Linked DNA regions of Mus musculus: region 2 is linked to region 1. The links are chromatin contacts, called in public Hi-C maps. All regions are on one chromosome and are shown on one strand. Each heading gives the region's core, a stretch centred on a gene start, on an enhancer-like site or on the middle of the called end of the contact. The rest is flanking DNA. Distances are from core to core; before and after follow the strand shown.

The links. Hi-C and Micro-C count contacts between places; a contact is called where the count stands out from the background.
Region 2: a Hi-C map of cortical neurons shows a contact between it and region 1, with 2.4 times the contacts expected there. The contact joins two enhancer-like sites. A contact is called at or near these places in 6 of 39 promoter capture datasets (the 3T3-L1 cell line, cranial neural crest, frontonasal cranial neural crest and 3 more), 1 of 15 datasets of contacts at CTCF or cohesin (large pre-B cells), 7 of 484 Hi-C or Micro-C datasets (bone marrow-derived macrophages, cortical neurons, embryonic fibroblasts and 3 more) and 13 of 115 datasets of contacts at active chromatin or transcription factors (VIP interneurons, differentiating embryonic stem cells, embryonic basal ganglia and 9 more).

The regions. Positions count from the first base shown.
Region 1 is chr14:66,317,656-66,321,552 of GRCm38.p6, forward strand. No RefSeq gene overlaps it. Among named protein-coding and RNA genes, the nearest start is that of 1700001G11Rik, 22 kb to the left of the region's middle. Within about 2 kb of position 2,181, at least 88 of the 459 cell types and tissues checked have an H3K27ac peak or open chromatin away from gene starts, as enhancers often do. A contact at or near this core is called in cortical neurons, where this site is marked.
Region 2 is chr14:66,783,824-66,787,189 of GRCm38.p6, forward strand. No RefSeq gene overlaps it. Among named protein-coding and RNA genes, the nearest start is that of Gm5464, 83 kb to the right of the region's middle. Within about 2 kb of position 1,253, at least 17 of the 459 cell types and tissues checked have an H3K27ac peak or open chromatin away from gene starts, as enhancers often do. A contact at or near this core is called in cortical neurons, where this site is marked.

The sequences.
Region 1 (3,897 bases), core at 931-3,430:
GAAGTTCAAGGCCAGCCAGGACTGTATCATGAAACCCTGTCTTTTAAAAAAGCAGGCAGGCAAAAACATTGCCTTCATTTGGGGAAGGAGAGCAGCACACAGAATGTAGAGCCCCGAAGCCTGGGTCCAGGTGCCAGCCTTGTGGTGGGCAAGCTACCAGGTCTTTGCAGCATTTCTCATAAGGGACTGAGGATAACAGTATCTACCCTGAGCACTTAGAGAATTCATTGAGGTGGTTTAGAGTAAAAATGCCAAGTGCTCTATCTTAAGCCCTGTACAGGTTTCTTACATGCCAGTTAATTCTTCAGAAGGTGGCAGATGCTATATTTTGAAATCATGGTTTCTCAGTAACGAATCCCAGAAACAAGAGAGAGATTGAGAACTACATGGTCAGAAGCACACCAAAAAAAAAAAAAAAAAAAAAAAAAGTCTCCCTGCAGTTTAACAAGGACATATATTTATGGTCTGGGAGTGTAGGTCTGTAATTGCAGTTACTTGAAGCTGAGGCAGGAGGATCATAATCGTGGGATCATCTCCAAGTAAAGAGAGCATCGTGGATATAGTGCAGTGGTGAGAGTCGATGCCTTGTGGGGACGGAGCCCCACATGGAAGCCCTACTGTCACAAGAAAGTTCACAACATTTCAGGAACCAGGGAAGCCATCAGGTTGTAATAAAAATAAGGGTCCAGAACTAAACATGCAGGCATGCAGCCTATGAACCCACAAGCCTCTCAAATGTGTGTGTGTGTGCGATTAGATTATGTTCACATGATTGTAACTCCAAAGGTACAGAATGTGCTAGAAGAGTCTCACTGCACACTGACCCTCCCAGGCGGGCCATAGTATCAGTTTTCTTCTCAGTCTTCTGAGAGGCTTTGTCCGTGGTGCGTACTCTATTGATGAGTGACTTCTGTATGCACATAACATGCACCATAACTTAAAAGCAGACTGTCCTGCCCTGTATCTAACCAACCTGACTGGGAGCAGGAAGCTCAAAATGAAGAATACTGTTAAAATAAGTGAAGATGTTCCTTCACTGTAGGGAAGGCGTGTCCTGTATGGTTGCATGCAACACTCACTTGGTAGATGCCACACTTTTTGCTTAAACATTGTGTCTTAGAGTTTTAAAAGAAAAAGAAAACGCTAAAGCCTTTTAAACCCAAGACCTTACGAAATGTGTTTCAATTCCAGTCTTCACAAAGGAGTCTGGTAGCCCGGAGACTAGGATAGGGAATTGGGTCGGACAGCCTGGGTTCAGATTCTGCCTCAGCTGCTGTCAGACCTTAAGAGAATGGTTTCTTTTTTCCTTAGTTTCAAGTAAAAACAGAGAGGGGGGTGAGGAGCTTTCCTACACACACACACACACACACACCAGCATGTATGGCAATTGTGAGGTGGTGTGTGCATGTGGCATGCATATGCGCGTGAGGTCCATTCCTCAGAGGCTCTCCATCTTGATTTTGGGGACAGAGTCTCACTGGGGCCTGAGACTTATTGGTTACCAACTGGCCAGTGAGCCCTAAGGACCTGCTGTCTCTCCCTTCCTGGCTCTGAGATTAGGCACTCACCACCAAGCTTTGCTTTTTACCTGTGTGCCAGAGATTGATGCTGGTCTTCAGGCTTGTGTGGCAAGAATTTTCCCAACCAGGAAGTCTCCCCAGCCCCTGGCTATGAGATTGAAGGTGAGCAAACGTGTACAGCACTAGAGTTTGGTGCACATAAAACAGTTGAGTTTACCATTCTGTCACTGAGCTGCAGCCACAATGTCAGGCAAACTTGGACAGTTATGCCGTTTTCTTTACCAAGTAACTTCTAGTGCTAGTGCCTTGAAAACCGTAGCTGTCACCAGCAAGAATCTGTCTTTGCAGTGTAAAGGACCACTGATTCAAGAAGCAGGGTGTGGCACTCACTCACTGACTGGAGGCTTCCCCCCTCCCCCGTTTGATCCCAGAGGGAAATGAGCGTGTATATTGCTTCAGACACAGCAAAGGAATAGAGAGGAGCAGAGCTTGAGGATCTGTGCATAAAATTAGTGGATCACAGGATAAAATTGTGCTGTTATTTCTGCAGTGGCTCATGAGTACACGTGAGCTGAGTGATAACACCAGATGCTGCCTCCTGCCCACTGAGGGGGCTGTCTGCACAGTGATTGGACAAAGAGCATTGTCAGTGATGAGAGAGATACTGGGATCACAGAGTCTCCAGGTTTCAAGAAGAGAAAGCCTTCTCTGCTGTGCCAGGCCACTCCCTCCCTCTCCCCCCCCCCCCCCCCAGCCACACAGAAGGGCTGAGAAGATGGGTCCATACTGACAGAAACCAATAGCCCAGGGCTCTCGGGGAAACCTTCCTGCCATTTGTCCTTGTTTGTGGTTGTCACTTGGATGGGTCTCTTCTGCCAGGAAAACGGGCTGAGGAATGCAGGAGATGTGGTTTCCATGGATACTGGGCTAGCTGGTATTTGCATAATTCAGTTTGAAGAACAGACAGTCTGGGAACAATGGGGACCCAGAGGAACATGAAGGTACATAGGGAAGAGTCAGCGATGGGGAGCTGGGCTCCGCCTCACCCCTTTTGTAGGGGTGCATTTGAATCTGTACACCCCCAGTTCTCAGTCTGTGGCAGCACGGAGGGGGTGGAGCATAAACAATGTCCCCACAAGAAACCGTAGCATGGGGAGTGAGTCAATACTGACTGCCACCCCAGAGCCTAGTCATTGGTACAGGCTACCCTTCCTTAAAAACTAACAAGGTAAGACAAGACAATATAAGCTGTTTAATGTTCTAGTCCCCACCTCTCTCAAGATGCCTTACTGCTAGTAGCTAAAGCAAAGCAAAGCCTCGGATAAGGGAGGCCTCGGCGTCTCTTTAGAAGGCCCAGAAGCACCCTGAAGCAGCTTTGGTGTCCTGGATAAGCAGGACCAGAGGGAGAAGAGGAAGTCAGTGAGATCAGGCCAAGAGACAGAGAAGCCCTACAGCCCTGACACCCAGAGAAGAGACCTCCCAACAGATAGAAGACTAGGGGAAACTGAGGAAGAAACATGGAAGGCAGCTCCAGTACCATGGCGCAAGAGAGGAAAAGAAACAAATACAGGAGAAAATGGAGAGCAGAAAATGGAAATCTAATTTAAAACCCACAATGAGCGATAATGATGAAGTCGCTTATCACCCCGGACAGACCAGCACGGAATTTGAATTATAGGTCACAGAACACCAACGTCTAGAAGAACACTGCGAAAGGATCACAACAACAACAACAACAAAAAATGCATACTGAGGAATGACAGAAACGAAATGAATGTGGAGCAGCCTGCTTGCTCTACCAGAGGGCAATGAGCAGGGCAGCAAGAAGGAATGCCAAGGCTCTGAATCTCCTAGAATTCTAAGTCACTTCATTTATGAACTGCTTGTGTGTGCGCACATGTGTGCTTGCCACAGCACACGTGAAAGTCAGAGGACAACTCCCAGGAGTTAGTTCAAACAGATCATCAGGCCTGAGTGCAGAGGCATCTATCTACTGAACCTTCCCCCCCCCCCCCCGACTCTTGAGAGGTTATTTTCAGAGAGTAACGGGACACCAGGAAACTGGGTGTTGTTTGCTTGCCCATCATCCCAGTGTTCAGGAGGCTGAAGGAGGATCTTGAATTCAAGGGCCAGCTTGTGGTACAGAACAGACACCCATCTCAAAACAACAGCAAACAAAAAAGAGCAGGGCACACGCACGCACGCGCATACACACACACACACACACACACACACACACGCACGCAAAAGCAAGTCCCCTTTGGATTTTTATTTTAAAAACATAGTCTCCAATATATGGAAAAATAGAAGAAATAAATCCATATGCCAAGACTGAAAGCCAAGTAAATACAAGGTCACAAAATAAAATATGCCAACC
Region 2 (3,366 bases), core at 3-2,502, 470 kb after region 1:
CTGGATGGAGAAGGATTCTGCCCCTCCTTCCTGCCAGCCCTGTGTAGCAATGACACTTCACCATAGTGGCCACATTTACTTCAGCTTCTAGACTCTTCCCAAACTTCCAGCGCTACGCTACGCTACGCTACGTTACGTTACACAACGCTACATTTCATGCTGTCTCACGAGTGGTTCGGATGATGTCAGTCTCTGCTGCACAGAGAGCCTCCTTCAAGCTTCCAGTCTCTCACATCCATGGTCTTTTACTTTTACAGTTTCATGTGCAGCCTGTTCTTTACATGAAATCGTCGTCCACACACATCGTCTGTGCTTTCTTGCATGCATCCTCACAGATACAGAAGTAAAACTTATAACCGTACAACTAAGAAATGAGAAGCCGTCTGCAAAATGAAAGCAGCTGCTTTGGTGGGACATGCTCACGGGGGCTTTCTTATCTGTCTTCCAGTACTTCTAAAGTTCTGCTGTGACAGCATTTCATAAGCCTCTGTCCTTTACAGAGGACGGCATGTACCCAGGGCAAACTACCTCCCACATGCAATGATAGGTAAGGAGACCAATTTATGTAACTTGTTGGTAATTGCCAGGTGGGCGGAGACAGAGTGTGAATTGCTGGAAGAGAGAGTAAACAGAATCCTGAGAGAGATGGTATCTAGGGAGAAATGTTTTCTGGAAACAGAAAAGGCCATTGAAGGGTTCAAAGACAGCAGACACACTTCACCACACTGGAAGCTCCCACATATAGAAAGCAAGGTGATGACTCAGTCGGTCGAGTGCTTACCACACAAACATGAAAACCTGGGTCTGGATTCCCAAAACCTGTGCAAAGGGTGAGTACTGACCCCTGACCTGTAAGCCCTATGCTAGAGGGGAGGAGACAGGGGTGGACCCCCAGCGGTCTCTGGCTAGCCAGCCTAACCTAATCTGTGAAGTACAGGCTCCCAGCGATAAGGTGGAGAGCCATTAAAGAGGATACACAGCATAAACCTCTGGCCTGTGTGCAATGTGTATCCGATTGCCTGCTCTTGTTTGCGCTCTCTCTCTCTCTCTCTCTCTCTCTCTCTCTCTCACACACACACACACACACACACACACACACACACGGAGAGAGAGGGAGTAGGTTATGACCATTTATTTCTTACCATTTGTAACGAAGTAGGGTACACAAGGAAACTTGGGTGTACATAGGACAAGAGCAAGCTGGGCTCCCAGAAGCTTTCTCCAAGACAGAAATGCTCCTCTAACTCATTCTCTGAAGCTTCAATGCAGGCATCAGCGCCCTCTGCTGGCCAGGATGCAGAGCACGCCACAGACCGCCCAAATAGCTTTAAGCTGACACCCTTAAGTGTCTTTTGAAGACCCAACTCCCAGCCCCTCTGACTGTGACTGCTTTACGCTAAAATGAGATCTTTGAGATGGGCCCTAATTTAATATGTCTAGTGTCCTTTGACGATGAAGCAAACAGGCATAGACAGAAGGAAGACATAGGGAGACACGCCTTGCACAGTTAGGGAGACACAAAAGAATCCCACCCAGCCAGGGCCTCCGTTTCGGACCGGACTCCCCAGAGATATGATAAAATAATTTCCTGTGGATTTTCATTGCATTTTTATTTATGTATGTAGGAAGGGGTGTGTGCCACCGCGTATGTGGAGGTCAAGGAACAAGTTTCTGTAGCTGGTCCTCTCATTCCACCATGTGGATCCCAGGCTGACCGGCACACCCACAGTGATGCACACCCACAGTGATGCACACCCACAGTGACGCCGTACCTTACCTGATCAAGGAAGAAACTAACATCTGAACCAGCAGTTCTCAATCTGTGGGTCACAACCCTTTTGGCGAACCTCTGTCTCCGAAACTATTTACATTATGATTTATAACAGTAGCAAAATTACAGTTATGAAGTAGCAGTGAAGATACTTTTATGGTTGGGGGGAGGGGTCCCTACAACATGAGGAGCTGTATTAAAGGGTCGCAGCTTTAGGAAGGTCAGGAACCACTGATCTAAAGCAACGCAGTTAGTTCTGCTTGGCCTACCCCATGCACCCCTGAATCTGGCCTAGTGTGAGCCTTTGGAACGCACCACTTAGTCTTTTATTTTGAGGTGCCCTCCCAACTATCTCCTTCACTCTGCGTTCATATTTCTATCTGATGTCATTCTCTCCCCAGCTAAGGGATTTGCTTTGACAGTTCTGCAGGCTGAGAGTGCTATCAATACACTCTCTCAGCATTTCATGCCTGAAGAATTCTGTATGTATATATATTCATTTTTAATTTTCCAAAACATCTGTACTTGGAAAATTAAAAATAATAATTAATAATAGTAAATTCTTACCTAGAGTTTTTTCCTTTGGGCTTCCCTCCACTGTCCTCTTGTGCCAAAATTCTTACATTTGTTTTTTGCTCACGTGTCTTCTTCTGGCGGCTTTATAAATAATAATGAATAGACTTTGTCTTCAAGTGAGCAAGGCATGTAGAGGTTATGTTCTACCTCCTTCTCTGTTTCCTATCATTCACATCTTGCAGGTGTGGTGTGTCTGTTGCAGTGGATGAATTAGTATTTATGCATTATTGTCACTAAGGCCCGTGTAAGGCACACTTCATTCCAAGCTGTATAGTCCTGAGGTTTGTCCAAACATTGGATGTCATTTATCCCCCATGACAGAATCATTTTACCACCTGTACTGTGGCTGGGTTTGTGTCAACTTGGCACAGGCTGGAATCATCACGCAGGAAAAAGCCTCAGTGAAGGAAATGCCTCCATGAGATCCAGCTGTAGGGCATTTTCTCAACCAGTGGTGCCATCCCTGGGCTGTGGTCCTGGGTTCTATAAGGAAGCAGGCTGAGCAAGCCAAGGGAGCAAGCTGTAAGCAGTGCCTACCTCTCCGTGGCTTCTGCATCAGCTCCTGCCTCCAGGGTCCTGCCCTGCTTGAGTTCCTTCAGCAATGAAGAGGGATATGGAAATGTAAGCCAAATAGACCCCTTTCTTTCCAACTTGCTTTTTGGTCATGGTGTTTTCATTAAAGCAACAGAAACCCAAGTCACCTCCTTAGAGTCCCTTTATCCCGCTTCTCCTTCCCTCCCCCATCCCCCTTGAGTCACCCACCACTGCCCCTTCCGATGGCTTTGTGGATGTGGTTCCCCAGGCTGCTCTCCACTCACTGCAGGAGAACTGCACGGTCTAAGAGTTTCCATTTTAACCATTTCTAAGCATATGGTTCAGTGGCATTGTGTGCATTCATGAATCCAACCAAATCCACTCTCCATCCCCCAAACAGAAGCTGAGCTGAGGGGCACATGACAACCCCAAGCCAGGGAGCTAATGACATCCATGTTTTCTTATAATTGTCGGGGGGGGCTTTA